2 separate regions of the Mus musculus genome follow, and region 2 is linked to region 1. The links are chromatin contacts, called in public ChIA-PET maps. All regions are on one chromosome and are shown on one strand. The core of a region is the stretch at or near the end of the contact, and the rest is flanking DNA. Distances in the headings are between cores, read along the strand shown. Region 1 holds the start of 9630013K17Rik (RIKEN cDNA 9630013K17 gene). Region 2 has its middle 38 kb from the start of 2810001G20Rik.

Evidence for each region. ChIA-PET counts read pairs in DNA pulled down with a chosen protein or histone mark.
Region 2: an RNA polymerase II ChIA-PET map of memory CD8 T cells shows a contact between it and region 1, with 29 read pairs. The contact joins the enhancer-like site here to the promoter of 9630013K17Rik in region 1. A contact is called at or near these places in 2 of 39 promoter capture datasets (hematopoietic stem and progenitor cells and neutrophils), 2 of 484 Hi-C or Micro-C datasets (CD4 T cells and nephron progenitors) and 1 of 115 datasets of contacts at active chromatin or transcription factors (memory CD8 T cells).

Annotation. Positions count from the first base shown.
Region 1 is chr11:63,959,576-63,967,296 of GRCm38.p6, forward strand. 9630013K17Rik (RIKEN cDNA 9630013K17 gene) reads left to right here and starts at 4,651. Exons shown (of 4, transcript NR_131111.1): 1 at 4,651-4,699; 2 at 6,240-6,354; 3 at 6,799-7,238. It overlaps Cox10 (heme A:farnesyltransferase cytochrome c oxidase assembly factor 10), which reads right to left. Exons shown (of 7, transcript NM_178379.3): 7 at 3,052-4,953. The coding sequence ends at 4,547. Gm30060 (a long non-coding RNA gene) reads left to right here. Exons shown (of 6, transcript XR_388739.4): 4 at 857-932; 5 at 1,035-1,207; 6 at 1,388-2,815.
Region 2 is chr11:64,113,248-64,120,968 of GRCm38.p6, forward strand. No RefSeq gene overlaps it. Among named protein-coding and RNA genes, the nearest start is that of 2810001G20Rik, 38 kb to the left of the region's middle. Within about 2 kb of position 3,319, at least 17 of the 459 cell types and tissues checked have an H3K27ac peak or open chromatin away from gene starts, as enhancers often do. A contact at or near this core is called in memory CD8 T cells, where this site is marked.

The DNA of each region.
Region 1 (7,721 bases), core at 3,401-5,900:
GCCCCCATATTGGGCAATTCAAGCTCTGGGGTATCTGGTACCTTCTTATGGCCTCTTCAAGAAACTGCACTCACATGTGCTCATATCCACATTCAGATAGACAGACACATGTATAATTAAAAATAAAAAAATCTTTACTAACAGCCATTCCTAGTGGATACTAGGGCCTACTTTTATGTTTGAAAAGACTCAGGAGAAATGGCATCTTCTCACAGCTAAAGTCTTCCAAAGATGGACATTAATATGTGTATGTGTGTGCACACGCGCACATGTGTGTGCTCATGTGTATGGCATATGAGGGGTGGGGGACACACGTGAGATGATGCCCTATACTAGACCAGAGAATAACCTCAGGTGTTGGCCCACACCTCCCACCCTGTTATTAACCACTGTGTGTGCCAGCCAGCTGACCAGCCAGCTTCTGAGGGTTCTCCTGTATCTGAGTCTCGTCTGGCACTAACACTGTTTTACATATGTTCTGGGGAATTCCAACTAAGGTCTTCATGCTTGTGTGCCGGGAGACACTTTACCCACAGAACCATCTCTCTTGTCTGAAACTTGGTTTTATTCTTCACAGATGGGCTTATTAAAACAAAAGGAAGTTGTCAGAATTTTCTCAAAGCAATATGGAAGTACGGGAGAGATGGTTCCATGGTAATAGCATATTTGCTCTTCTAGGTTTAGGGATCTGAAGCTGTTCTCTGATGTCCTCAGGCACCCAGACACATCACACACACACACACAGACACACACACACACACACACACAGACACCCACACCCACACCCACACACACACCTATAAATTCTGCTCAGCCTACAACGGGATTGTGCCTCAGTGTCTGTGTTTCCCCACAGGTCTGTGCTGACTTGAGAGTCACAGCTTGCTGCTGCTGCCCAGCATCCTAAAAAGGGTAGCTGCCAGTGGTCACAGGTTACTGGGTTCTGAAAGGAAAGCTGGGGGTGGATGGGATGGATGGCCGGAGAAATAATGTGCCAAGACAAAGTTCTAATCAAGGCTCAACTTTAATTCTAGGGTCTGATTTTTAAAGTGGGGAACCCATCTCCCACTCTGCCAGGATCTCCTCGCGTTGCCAGGATCTCCTCAGGAAAACAAGCTCAGCTGCTCAGCAGGCAGTGGCTTCTTGCAGGAAGCTGCAGACTTGGCGGGACAATAGACTGCACCTAGGTTGGAAGCCTTCACCCTAGGTGAGCTAGCTGACTGCAGCAAACAAGGTCTGATTCAGCCCACTCAAGGCTGGGGTGGGGGGTGGGGGGTGGGTGGGTGGGGGGAGGGCACATAAAAAAGCACCGGGCAGCCCTAGAAAGGCTCAAAATTCAAACTTCCTTGCAAACTTCTATTTGGTATGTACCATTTCCATACTGCAGAGAAGCTCCAAATCCGAAGTCCAACCATTGCAAGTTGGAGACCTTCTCCACCATGTCACGGTATCCATAGAAGTCCTTCCACACTGGGTGGCACCTGCATCTAGCCAGCATCACACACTATAGCCACTCTGTGACCCCAGGACTAGGGGGCGTCAATACAGGAAGGTTCTAGGCCTAGAAAGGTAGGGAATCACTTGCTCATATAAGCTCAGCCTTTCGGGTTTTAGTCTGAGCCCTCCCCACCCCCCTAAGGCCTTATTGTTCATGTTCCCTTGGACTCCAAGAGATCTCTACTGGGTAGGAATCTTAGGACACTGGACTGCAGAACACCTGAAAGCAGAGTGCCCAGAAAGACGGGCCAGGCATGAGCCCTGATGTCTGTGGGAGCCATGGTGTCTGGTGAGTGGGGTCACCTTGAGCACAGGGAGTCCTCAGGAAAGTTTGTCAATAGCCTGGTGTGGGGCTCTACATGAAAGATGGCTGTAGAGAACACTGGAGAATACAATGAGGTCTGAGAGGTCCTGAGTAGGAAGACAGGATGGGGAAGGCCTATGGAAGATTGACAATAGAAGGCAGCTGGCAGAGACTGGACGGCTTTGAGAAGGTGCTAGGCATGAAAATGTATGTTAGCATCCCAGAACTGTGAGAACTGTGACTGAGCAAAGACGAAAGGTTTGCTCGCTCAGGGTATTGGAGTTCTCAGGCTATGCAAAGGCAGCTTGTCCTGAGGGGAGAATGCGCCAGATGAACGCTACTACCTTATACCCAGGGAAGTGACAGACAGGAAGGCGCTGGGGTCCTGTCATCCCTTCAAGGGCTCCCAAAGGTCAGAAGACATCCTACCAGGCCCTGTGTCTTAGAGCCTCCATCACCCCCACGCCCCAATCCGGAGACGAGGCAGTTATGGTCTTTGGATGGCATCTTAGATCAAATAATAACGGTAGCAATTAACAGATAATGTGGGCTATACGTCCTTACAGCAGAACAGTCAAGAACAGTGAAAGTTTATCATCTGCAACAGTATGAAGAGAAGCGGGGGCGGGGATGGGGAGCGTTTGCTGAGTGAGGTAAGCTAGGCGTAGAAAGACCAACATCATGCAATCTCATTTCTCTGTGTGCTCTGTCCTGTGGCTGTGGTTGGTGTCATGTAACTGCAGCCCCAGCACGTGGAAGGCAGACACACATTAGGGCATCCCTGGGCTACATGAGACCCTGTCTCAAAACCACTATCACAACCAAACCAAACCAAACCAAAAGAAAATAAAAACTATTTAACCCTAAAATAGGAGGGTGGCTGACTGGCTGAGGCTGAGAGGTAGAGGAGATGATGGCCAGACAGGGAGGGAGGAGAGGAGGGGCATTATTTATTTATTTTTTAAAAACTGTATTGTGTGGTAAATACAGTAAAAAAACCATACATTTCAAAAACCACTAAACTTCAAATATCGCCACCATCCAGTGATGCTCACTTGAGACAACGGTTGTGCTATGACCCTGCTATGTGGATTCATAAATCACACCACTCGATGCTCTATAAATAGCTACAAGTATAATTTGTCAATTTACAGTTAGGAAAAATGAAGGAAGGAAATCCAGAGGCGCTGTCGCTGGCAGCTCCTGGAGGAGGCCTGGGATGGCTGGGAAACACAGGACACACGCTCAGGTTCTTTTAACTGTTTTATTGCAGCAGGAGGAGAATCAACACACTTTACAGACTTTAAGGCCGCAACAAGTCCTAGATGCTCTTTGCAGACATCGCCATTCCCTGTTACCACAGGACACAGCCAGGCGGTAACGTTACAAAAGGTAGACAGAGGTACCGGGCACACTGTCTGCAGGCACTCTGGACACCATCCTCCCCACCTTTTGTGGTGGTGTTAAGTTCAAACCCGAGCCCAGAGCTAAGCAAGTGCTCTCCCTTTGGTCACGGCCAAAGCCTTTCTTCCACATTTTGAGAGGACAGTCCAAATTCAAGAACCGTTTTCTGTGTGGCTTAAAGCCCTGGAGGGAATCCTGACGGGGCCCAGCACCCTGGGAGATCAAGGAACTCAAACTCTGGCAGCTCCACAATTTTAAGGCAGCATTGCTCTCTAGCCCTGGGGAGTACGCAACAGTCCGAAGACCTACAGGTCCCTGCATTTTACACCAGAGGCCATGGAGTTCCAGAGCTGGACCCATGGCCACTAGGAGCCCTGCTGCCCTCTCTGAACACCACTGGGCACGGAGGCCAACTTCTGGACTTAGGAGGTACCAGTGTAGAAATGTGGTTTGCACGAAAGAGATAAGTGAGCATAAAATGGTTGCTGACGCAGCTCACCCTCTCCCTCAGGTTATGCTGAGTGATGCCCTTCCAAAAGGAAATGCTGAGACCATGCCTGAGAGCATGATGAACACGTGGCATATTTCCTGGGGTTTCTGAACTCCTGGTTTGGGGTGGGATTGGACGTGGTGGTGTGTGCTGGCAATGTGGCCAGGGATCTGCAGGCAACCGTTTGGAATCCCCACTCCCAGTGGGCAGCCCAGGCCAGGTGTTGTGTTACTTCAGGGAATGTGTGGTTGAGAACACTGGTAGGGTAGAGGAAGCTAGGCAGGCCCCATCTTACTGGCAGAGAAGGGGTGCTGTAGCCACACTATGTGTTCTTCTGAGGAAGTGTGTGGGAGCTTCCAGATGCGGAACTACAGAGGTTGGGTCACAAGCACTCACCTGTTTGAGCAATGACCACAGTGGCCTCCAGGTGGTGAGTATGCACGCGCGCACGTGCGTGTGTGTGTGTGTGTGTGTGTGTTGGGGGCGGGGCTGGCCTGGGGTGGAGGGAGGAGGATGTGCATATATATCATGTGGGTGAGAGAACACAGGGCTGGAGGGAAAGATGCATAAAGACTTTCCAGGAGAAGAAATATTCTTTTTTTTTTTTTTTTTTTTTTTTTTGTACTGACCCCATATGCTAGTCCCTTTCTTGTTTGGGAAGCAGTTTGGATATTAATATTAAAAGGACTGGGAAGTGACGACACAGCACCAGATGATCTGCCACCAGCTGACACCATCCAACTCTCTTTGCCAGAATCACCAAAATACGCTTCCTGCTGGCCCAGGGCAGTGCTGTCCGTGTGTCTGTCTGCAGGTGTCTGCTCTCATGTTCCCCACAGACCGGCTGGCTCTCAGCTCGGAGCCTCTCCCTTGTCCCCCTCCTGCCCGGGCCGCTGCTTACAGGTGAGCATGAGCAGCAGGAGCAGCGGCAGGTGCCACAGGCTGCAGAAGAACAGTTTCCTTGAGCTCCTGCGGTCTGCGTCCACGTAGAAGCGGAAGCCGAGGTAGGAAATGTACAGGTTGATGGGGAGGGAGATGACAGGGAAGACCCAGGTGGTGATGTCCAGGACCGGGGCAGCAGTCGACAGAGCAATCAGGGCCAGGCAGTGGCGCAGTGCCACCCGCCGGCAGAGGGCTGGATGGGTGACGGACATCATACAGTAGCCTCCTCGGGAGTAGTCTTCACGGAGGCCCCAGCTCAGGGCATTGAAGTGGGGGAATTGCCAGGAGTACAGGATCCCTCCCAGAAGAAGCGCTCCTGTGAGGAGGGGTGGGGAGAAAAGGGAACAGTTAGGTGTCAGCGGCCATCTCCAAAGCAAGGCTCTCTCAGCCTCAAAGTGAACTCCTCAGGAGGCCTGTGCTCAGGTGGCCAGCAATCTGTCTCAGCCCTCCTGTCTTAGTGTGCTTTCTAGTGCTGTGATAAACACCGCGACCAAAGACAACGTTAGGAAGAGTTTGTTTAGAGGTTTCAGCAGGGACACAAGGGGGAACCTGGAGGTGGGAACTGAGACACCATGGAGGGCCACTGCTCAGTGGCTGCCTAACATGGCTTGCCCAGCCTGCTTTCTTAGATAGCTCAGGACCTCCTAACCAGAGGTGGCACTGCACCCAGTGAGCTGGGCCTTAACATATTAATTTGATGATGATGATGATGATGATAATGTCCCAACAGAGCTCTCTACAGTCCAATCTGATGGAGGCATTTTCTCAGTTGTGGTTCCTCTTCTCAGACTATACTAGCATGCCCAGTAGTACCCTTCCCAATGGAGGGATTCCCATGGGAGAGGACTGTTGGAAATAACGAGAGAGGCACTTTCTAGTTCAAGAGTCCTGGTACCCGTTTCAGTGACACACACAGGGCACTTATCTTAACACGGAGTTCTCTTGGGAATTGGAAGGCAGGCAGGGAAGGCTAGAGCAGCTGAAGGAGCAAATGGTGGTGACGGAGACTTCTTCGTGTTTTGATGGGACAATACAGCTAACTCTGCGACTGTCAGGTGGTGGAGATTCTCAGGGCACAGGGTGGCCTTAAGGACCCTGAGCTTCATGTTTGGGGAAGCCGTAGTAGATCTCACGAGCTGTCTTGGACCCTCAGGCCTTGGGCTGAGTATGATATACAGTAGTAATGACAGCCACAGCATGGGGTGGGGTTATGACAAGAGCAGGAAGTGTTCTGCCAAGGAAAGCTCATTGTGGTAACAGAACCAGGGCATGGCTGAGGGGAGACAGGAGGGCCCAGGGGAGGGATGGTAAGGCTCAGAGCTCCAGGTGGGTTTTATTCTAGAAATGACTGAGCAAGAACAAGCTTGACATGGTGAAATTGGCAGCAATGGGGACTCTCCCTCCAGCTCTGCCCCTCACTGTCCCCTCAGCCTCTGGTGTGCCAACTGCAGTAGTCTGTTGTGCAACTGAAAGTTTTGGCTGTGCTTCGCCTCAGAACGAGAGCGCTCAGACAATAGCTCAGTTCTGGAAAAGGAGCAAGCTGCTGTCTCTGAGAGGAAGTTGGTAAGGGTTTGGCTCGTGTCACAAATGAAATCTCTTTAGGATCCGCTGCTTAATGGACTGCAGTGGGAAAACCACCCACAGCTCTGCCTGATGGGCTTCAACTGCTGCTGCTTGGGAAGAGAAGAAAACAAACTGCTTTCTTCATCAAGATAAGGTGAGTTGGAGCAGGACAGACCGGGTCAGCTCAGGGCTGTGGTGGGGCCCACCTTCCTGGTGGGACGGACAGAGTGCTCTGCACATCCCCTCAGCCTCACTCCTCCAAGAAGCCCATTTTTATTGGGCCCGCCTGTCCTCCCTGACAGCAGATACCAACTGCCTGCCAGAGGACAAGGTCTGTTTTGGGGGGTGGGTAGGGGGAGGGGGGTTAATGTTTCTCTGCTGGGCTCTGGCCAGGGAAGGAGACAACACAAATGGAGTTGCAGACTGTGGGAAGTAACACCTTAGGGACAGAAAGGACTTGCAGGCTATAGAGAGAAGGCACCTCACTTGTTCTGGGGAGCAAGGGATGGCCCCTGCAAGAAGCACATTACAAGGTGAGCTGCCACCTACTCATTCATGAAGTCTTTGTTCTTGTCCTTTCTTTCCTTTTCACTTTTAGGTTTTTAGAGCCTGCATCCCATTCTCAGGCCAGTTTGGGCTGGAATTCTCCATGTAGCCCAGGGTGGCCTCAAACTTAAAGCAATCCTCCTGCCGTAGCCTCCTGAGTGCCAGGATTACTACTAGCACATGACACTAGGACCAGCTTCTTTTAAAGAAGCTTCCTCATTTTCTTAGACCTACCTGGGAGAAACACCAGCTTTCCCCCCTTTAATCACAGCAGTGATCTAGGGAACAGCTGTGCATCTGTGGGAGTGGGTCTTCAGGACAGTGACTTTCTGAGGCTCTGCTGCTCAGCGGTGGCTACCCCAGAGCACAAGAATGCCCTTACTTATTATGTGTGTGAGAGAGAAACGCATCCACAGTGCTTGTGTGAAGAGCAGAGAGAATGCTGGCCCGACCACAGACCTGCTCTCAGCGCTGTCTTCCTAGTGACACTTGGTGAGATTTTTCAGTTCTCTTCAAAACTATTTATTATTCCTACAAGAAACAGATGTGGGGTGGGGGCTCCCTCATTTCTACCTCTGCCCAAGTCCAGAAATGCTCTTCTGTCACTATTGACAAAGGAAGCTCAGCAATTCAGCCACATAGTACCTTCCCAGAAGGGTGGGGACTGTAAATAGGAGCACTAGCCCTCGGCAAGTACTCTTGCCACGATAATTCCTTTGGGGATGCCTGGTGGGTACCTGCTACCCTTACTGAAGCCCATCCACTGGCATTCAGCATCCACACAAAGTCTTAGTAAGGATAAAAACCCCACTGTGGTGAAAGCTGGGGTTGGGTTTGGCCCAACAGGCTCCTCTCTAAATGTGGGCCATGAAGCTCGCCTGCTCCATGGCTGGCCACAGTTGTGATGTCAGGATTGGACAGCTGAGGAAGCTGGTGGAAGCGGAGCTGTCCCAGAGCTCCAGGGTCACAGACCTT
Region 2 (7,721 bases), core at 2,069-4,568, 150 kb after region 1:
TAGATCTAGTGTCTGGATCTGGGAGGAGGGGATGCTAGGAAGGCAGCTAGAGGAAGCAGTGTATTTAAGCTGTACCCACACGGTGCTGGAGTTTAACTATTTCTACGGAGAGGTCTTAAGTTTGTGAAACTCTTTTTGGATTATTTGCATCCACAAAAAAACAATCTTCAGACTCTCATGATCCAAATTACTTCCTTATCACTTGTTTATATGGTCTTAGCTAATGAATTCATCTTCGTTACCCTATACCCTCTTCCTGAGATGTATGTAACACATGGTTTGCATGATGAAAACGTGAGCGAGAGGAAGCTGGTTAGAAGTCATACGCCATTGCATCTAACACTCATCAGAACACACACTCACAAACTACCCTCATCTAGACTTCCTCAGGCTTAAGATGCATCCTGTGTCTATAGTGGCCACATCCTCTGGTGTACTATATACTCAATAATTACACTGATGCTTCGTAGAGAACATGATAGCCTTACTTGCCATAGGATTGCTCATCTAACTCAGTCTTGAAAAGTCTGTGAGAAACCGTAACGCATATTTGGTTTAGATGGACTAGAAATAAGGGAAGTTGCTCATTACAGAAGATACTAAGCTTGTTACATAGAGGGCTAAGATGTCACTTTATTGCCAATGGAGGAAAGGTGTCTAAGGCCAAAGCACAAATATGATAATGGGTGTTTGAAAGGAATTAGGTCATTTCTTTGTCCACATGTGTTTGTATGCATATGTGTGTGTGAACAATCTCGTCTATGTCAGTACCCCATTAAGTCAATGGTTCTCAGCCATCCTAATCCTATCTTATGACCCTTTAAGATAGTTGTGATGACCCCAACTATAAAAGTATTTTGTTGTTACTTCATAACTGTAATTTTGTTACCATTATGAATTCTAATATCAGATATTCAGGATATCTGATATGGACTCACAAAGGGGTCATGACTCACAGGTTGAGAACCACTGCTAAGTGATCCTGAATATATAGGTAGGTGTGGATGGAAAGAAAATGGTTATAACCATTTTTTGCATATATGCAGAGAGCTCTGCAGTACATTGGGGAAGAACAAATACTAAATATTCAGAAGTCTAAAATTTCTAGGGACCTCTAGAAACATTGAAAATATGAGCAATAATGTAATCAATCATGTATTTAAGAGCCCAAAAGTCCTAAGCAAACAGCTAGGTATAAGGAAACAGATGGTTTACCAGATGGGCAATGGCTGGTAATTAATTGCAGAGAGGGCGGTATGCATGTTCCGATGTATGTTGGACACAGTGGAGTATGAATTCTACCCAGCTTCCCCTTGCTCACCTTTGCATCATGCAATTCACGTGTTATGTGGTCTCCAGTGAACAGTTTTATAGTTCTTATAACTCCAGGTACAATAATCCAAGAACCCAGAACTTATTTATAAGATCAAGGTCCAGAAAAAGAGGGCACACAAAACCCAAGATGTTCTTAGGTTCTATGGGTGTGGAAACACAGTGAATGCTGCCAGCCTACGGATGTTTGTAATCCTGTCTTGATGGCTTGTACTTGGAATCTCAGCACTTCTGAAGTTGGAGCAGGAAGACCGGGAGCTTCAGGCTATACTGTGCATAGTAGATATACATAGAACATGGTGAAACCCTATTTCACTCCCCAACAAAACAAACAAAACAACAACCCCAGAATGAAATATTTTATACTACTGAGCTCTGGAGATGGTCACAAGATGTTTCTACTGGGCAGGGGAAAAATGTTTGCATTATCTTACTAAATATGGGGGAGGATTGTTAAATGCCAGGTGAGGGGGATGGAAAACATGAATAACTACGAGCGGGCACACCGCACTGTAGAAGGGGAGCAAGAACATCTTGGAAACACACGGGCAAGTGGAGCAGAGTGGAAGCCCGGCTCCAGACTAATAGTGTTGTGAAACCGATCCGTTTCTGTAGGATCCCCTGGCTTCTGGCTTCTTACCACACATTAGAGATTCACATAACAAACAGTTACTACAATTGTACTGGGTTTCAAGTGCTGGGTGTGGCTCTTGGCTGCTTCCTCCGCCGTCTCTTGTGGAGTTAGTGGGCATGATGGGCTAAGAACAGAAGCATCATCGTTAAATGCAACCATACGTTTTAGATAGAAAGAGGGAAGGAAAGTGAGATAGACCTAAATGAACACCACTGACAAGAGAGATCAGGGACTGCCACACAGATCTAATGCCACTGATCAGAAGTTTTGGGTCAGACGTGTTTCAGGGTTCAGACTAGTTTTCAGCTTTGAAAATTTCACACACACACACACACACACACACACACACACACACACACACACACACAGAGAGAGAGAGAGAGAGAGAGAGAGAGAGAGAGAGAGAGAGAGAGAGAGAGAGAGAAATCTAAGGGATGGGTCCCAGTCCCAAGTCCAACACAAAATTCGAAATTCATTTATGTTTTGCATACTCATTATACACCTAGCCTATTTGTATCTTTTTATGGTATTTAAATAATATTTGCATGAGACTTAGTTTTATGGTGTGGAATGTCCCGCTTGTAATGTCCACCAGCATTCAGCCAGTGTAAAAACATGGAGAGCTTGGCTTCTGAATTTCTTGGTCTGTGATGGGATTGAAAACAGCAAAGGCTTGTCCTGATGTGCTTGCTGCCTCTTCCTTTCCTTCCTCATTTGGTCTAAGGACTTGTCTGTTTTCTTGCTGTGTTAAATTGCCTGCTCTGTCCCCAGTCTCCAAATGACTTGCTCTGTCCCTGGTCTTGGAAACTTTCTGCAATGCAGATCTTCAACTCAAACCACAAATTCCTCTTTTGAGTACTCAAAGTTATAACAGGATTGCTTTTATGACCCTTTCTGTGTTTCACTAAACCCTACATTTGGGTCACAGAATGCTTTGGGATGGCCCAATAGTCTTTTAAACGATGTTTTGGCTGTACCCGTAATCAGTTTAATTATCCTACTGTTATCTGTTTTATGTAGCCATTCTCAAGCTATTTGAGCTCATGAATCTTTTCATTTCCAAACACTTTAGTAAATTTAACCAAAGTAGCTTTATCAGATCCCTTCTCCCCCAATTTGCTTGTAAAGGTGGCAGAGTACAGTGTCTGGGACATCAAGCATTTAAGGAATACCATCATGAAATTACAGGGATACCTTCTGAGAATTGTATGGTTGTATGAGAACTGTATGACTGCTGTGTGAATATTACAGAGGACATTTCTGTAAACTAAGATGGCATGACAACACTGGAAGGTCTTATGAGAGCAGCATGGTACGTGTAGTTCATCACCGATCCAATGTTAGTGCGTGCGTGTGTGATGGAACTAATTCTCTCTCAGGTTCCAAAGCTGGACTCTGCTGCTGTCTCAAAACAATCTCCACACTTTCTGTTTGCCAGAGACAAGAATAAAAATCCTTGTAGAACCAACTCAAAGATCACCATTTTTCACAGCTACAGCCATACAGTATGTGTGAGGGTCTTACGGCCACATGTGCCAAGTCCCTTGAAGACAGCGATGATGCTCCACTGACTTCTGTGCCCCTGCCAGATTCACCTTATACCTGCTGCACATTTGATACCCAAGAGACTAAAAAGATATGTGTTGATGAGATGAAAGTGACCACTGAGGTTTGCTGACGGCCTTGGTGGTTGAGGGAGAGGCTGGGTGTGGTTTCTTCAGGATTTTTTTCCTGGGCGTTCCCCTCCACTCCTCTTTTCATCCTTCCTTGTGCCCCACCCTTTGCCCAACAAACAGACAGACAGACAGACAGGCAGGCAGACACACACACACACACACACACACACACACACACACACACACATACACACTTTGCAGTTAATACTGTTTGCCCAAGTGAGAAGCAGGTTTAGTCGACAGCACATACTGAGCATGGTCAAGGAAAGAGGCAGTCAACCTGGCCTCACAGTGTCTCCCCATCTGCCTGCCTTTTATTTTATTGTCAGGAGCATTGTTCTGTTTTTCCAAGCTCAGCCCAATCTACAGGGATTTACCTGTCCAATGCTCAGCTAGATGCTCAGTGCTCTACTTTTAAGTTTCCCGAACAGACAGGCAGTTCCCAAGACCTTCTGGTCCTCCTGTGTTCATTCCAGCCACATTCTAGAGCTCTGATCTCTTAACAGAGAGCCATACTGTGTGGCATGCTGGGGCTGCTGCTGCTGCGCTCCTATGTCAGCTTCAGAGATCAGCTACAGCCCAGCAAATTAAAGTACAAACTGAGGTCATTGGCTATGGAGGGCAGTTGGACTCCAGACCCAGTAGAAAAGGTAGAGACTTTCAACTCATTTCCCAACACTGACTTGGACGATGGTTGTCCTGAAAGATTGAGTGCCCCCAGAGGGAGGATAGTGAGCATCAGGGATGTGACATCCTCCTTTGGAGAGAGAAATGACCAGGGAATGAAATAGTGAGTTAAGACTCAGTGCTCCAAATGTGTAAAGTTTTCCACCAGGCATGACTTTCAAGCTAGTACGTATCTTCTGTCTCCTGGTTCCATGATTGTACCTCATTTTAAACCAAAAAATTATGTCATTCTCTGTCAACCATCTTATTCATCAGACTTGACTTTGAATAAATTCTAGGTGTTTCCAAAAATGAAATTTGCTTCGAGGCTGAGAGATTCACGTTGTGGAAGCTCCTTAAGAAAGGTGCCGCCAAGCAGGGTGGGTCAGGGTAGTTTTGGTACCTGACAAAAAAAAAAAACCCAAAAACAAAAACAAACAAAAAAACTCAAAACCAACACTAGTTTATCTCATTGTTTTGCAGTCCAGTTTCACAAACTTTCATGGCTTCTATGAAATTTGGGCCCAGTTAAAGTAGCTCATGTGCCTTGTCAAAGCATTGTACCTAACCTAGACATCTGTAACTAATTTCTTTTCCTACAATCTCTTCTTGGGAAGGAAGGAAGGAAGGAAGGAAGGAAGGGAGGGAGGGAGGAAGGAAGGAAGGAAGGAAGGAAGGAAGGAAGGAAGGAAGGAAGGAAGGAAGGAAGGAAGGAAGGAAGGAGATGAGTGCTAGAGACCAATGGAGGTATGGCTGCTGACATTGAGAACGATTGAAAGATAAGCACGTGGGATTTCTGAGAGATAAGCATTGTGGGATTTCTGAGTGTGGGTAGTGGCTGGAGATGGCAGCTTTGTGCTCTCAGAGTGATACATGATCACTGCGATTCAGAAGAGACACGAGAGTCATCTGTAACTCCACCAACTGGGGGGGGGGGTCTCATCCTTCATCCCCGTGGTTCCTTCACGCCATCATTTGTTTGGCGGCAGATTTAAGATATAAGTGTTTTGTTTTAGTCACTAAGCAGCCAGATGCATACAGAAACCCCCATAAAACATGTAGATAAGGAGACTGTCTGCTTTCTCTCTCTCTCTCTCTCTCTGTTAGATCCAGCTGCTGGCTTAAGGTTTGTTTTCCTTCATAGCTTATCATCTATGCCACAAGTAAATTTCCTTTTCTTTTTTCTTATTATCAGTCACCATGGAATCTTGAATTTTTATTTGGTCAAGTGCAGTCGTTATTCTCTTTGACACTCAAGTCGTGCTAAAAATGGCCAGTGTGAGTTTTGACAAGTGATTCCTGAAGCCTTTGAATTCAACTCCCATAAGTCCAAACACACCTCTGCTTTCTGACTTAACAGATTTTCAAGTTCCAGATGTAGAAGCCCTGCTCTGCTTCTCTAAGGAGCCATGGCTTCTGTTGCAAGGGTAACCCTTAAAAAGAGATGTATGTACTTTTAGGTATCTTCAGAGTACAGAGTTAGGACAGCCATGCACACACTCATATGTATGCAGGGACACACACACACACATATACATATCCGTGCGTGCACATTCATACATTACAGGCTTATATTGACATTTCAAATTCAGATGATCATTACTGTTTTAATTCCTATCTTTGACTGTACAGAGGGATCTCTTTTCTCTGTGTGTCTATGTCTCAGGGTTGTGTGTGCCAATGGAGGCATATGGATGTATGTTGATTATGCTTAACAATTCACAGAATGATCACCACACAAGTGGGGAGTTTTGGGTAGACAGCAAAGGCAATGGTTCCATGGAGAGAAGCCCTCAGTGGTATTGGAAAATGTTTGGGGTACATGTGGAAGATCGTCTCACCACAAATTAGTTGAGACTAGAGGAGGCTTTCTCTGTGACAGGGCGGGGGCCAGGCTAAGGCAGGGCCTCTTTTTGGAACTCATACGCCTGCCATGGAGTTCCTTGGGAGGGACATGGCGCCACTTTGGTTAGTGGGTCATAGCTCTGACCTCCAAAGACAAAGATGTTTTTAAAGAATATTATGATATACATGCCTGTAAGAAAATCTTCCTCCACATTTTTCTCATAAATGTGGAACGCTTTTGATTATGAAACTGGGGGAAAAGCTTCTAAAATAAAATTTCTGGGTTAATATGTATATGAAATTATAAGGGTATGCATATAAGCCAATATATATTGCTAAGTCATATGACCCAGAGAGCTGTATCAATTTATACCCCTGGGTGTGCAAGGGAGCTGGCTCCTCCCTCTTTGATATTTTTTCCTGCTGAGACATTGCTTTTCTTGTGCCCATCATTTATATTTGGACTTTTCCTATGTGCTACTGTAATGCATTTGTCGTCCCCCCCCACTGGTATATGAAACCATTTTATCTTTTCAACGAATTTATCTTTGTGGTCATGACATATCTAAAATTTGATTTGATATCTGCCTCACAGGCAAAATACTTTTCCTTTTCTTGTTAATCTCTTTTCTGGAAAATGGCAGTCTGTATCAGATTTTTTCCTTTTTTTTTTTTTAAAGAAAATTTAGATTACATGTATTTATTGGTGTGTGTGTGTGTGTGCGTGTGCGCACTCGTGTGAGCTTGTAACAAACTGACTTTCACACCTGAGCCACGTCGAAGACTCCATTTTCTATCAGGTGCTGATATGAAGTTGTATCTCCAGCTCTTACTGAGGAATGAGTGGATTTCCTTGGTAAGACTTTTTATTTTCCTCTTGTATTTTCTCTAAGAATGGGAAAAACCTAAGTCATACATAGTTAACTGCCCTTTTGAATCAGAAATTCCCTGTGTTTCAACTTATTACGTTATTTAATAATGGCATTTGATAAATAAATTGTGAATTATTGTGTGTGTGGGGGGTTGTTTATTGTTGGGAGAGGAGGGGCTTTTCTCTTAAGTCTTTTCTCTTCTGGGAAAGGAATGTGTTGTCACCTTGTGGGAGGATTACCAGACCGATAATGGACAAGATATTTGTAATAAAAATACTAGATAGAAATTTTAAACTGCTACATGTACACACTCTGAAGCCAACAAGAGAGACTCAGAACAGCAGATCAGATGGAAGACTTGTGGTATGAATTTGTATTTGTTTTTAGTCAACATTGGTTTGCATACAGTTTTACCAAATTAACAAGCTCGATGCACTTGTATTTGTTGGGCAAAATTTGTTACCAATCTTTTTGGTGTTTGTGAGGGGGTTCAGTTCATACTCTACTTTAACTTTATAAAAGTTAGCTTGAGGGGACAGTAAGACAACTGACTTCAGATTCCCCTGTGGAACGACTTGTGAAATAAACTAGGTTAATTTCCCTCAGTTTCTGTCCCTGAGAATCGACTTTTGAGACAAGCTCTTCACTTCATTCAAGTCCAACACTCTGGACATAGAAGACGTGTGTTCCCTCTTG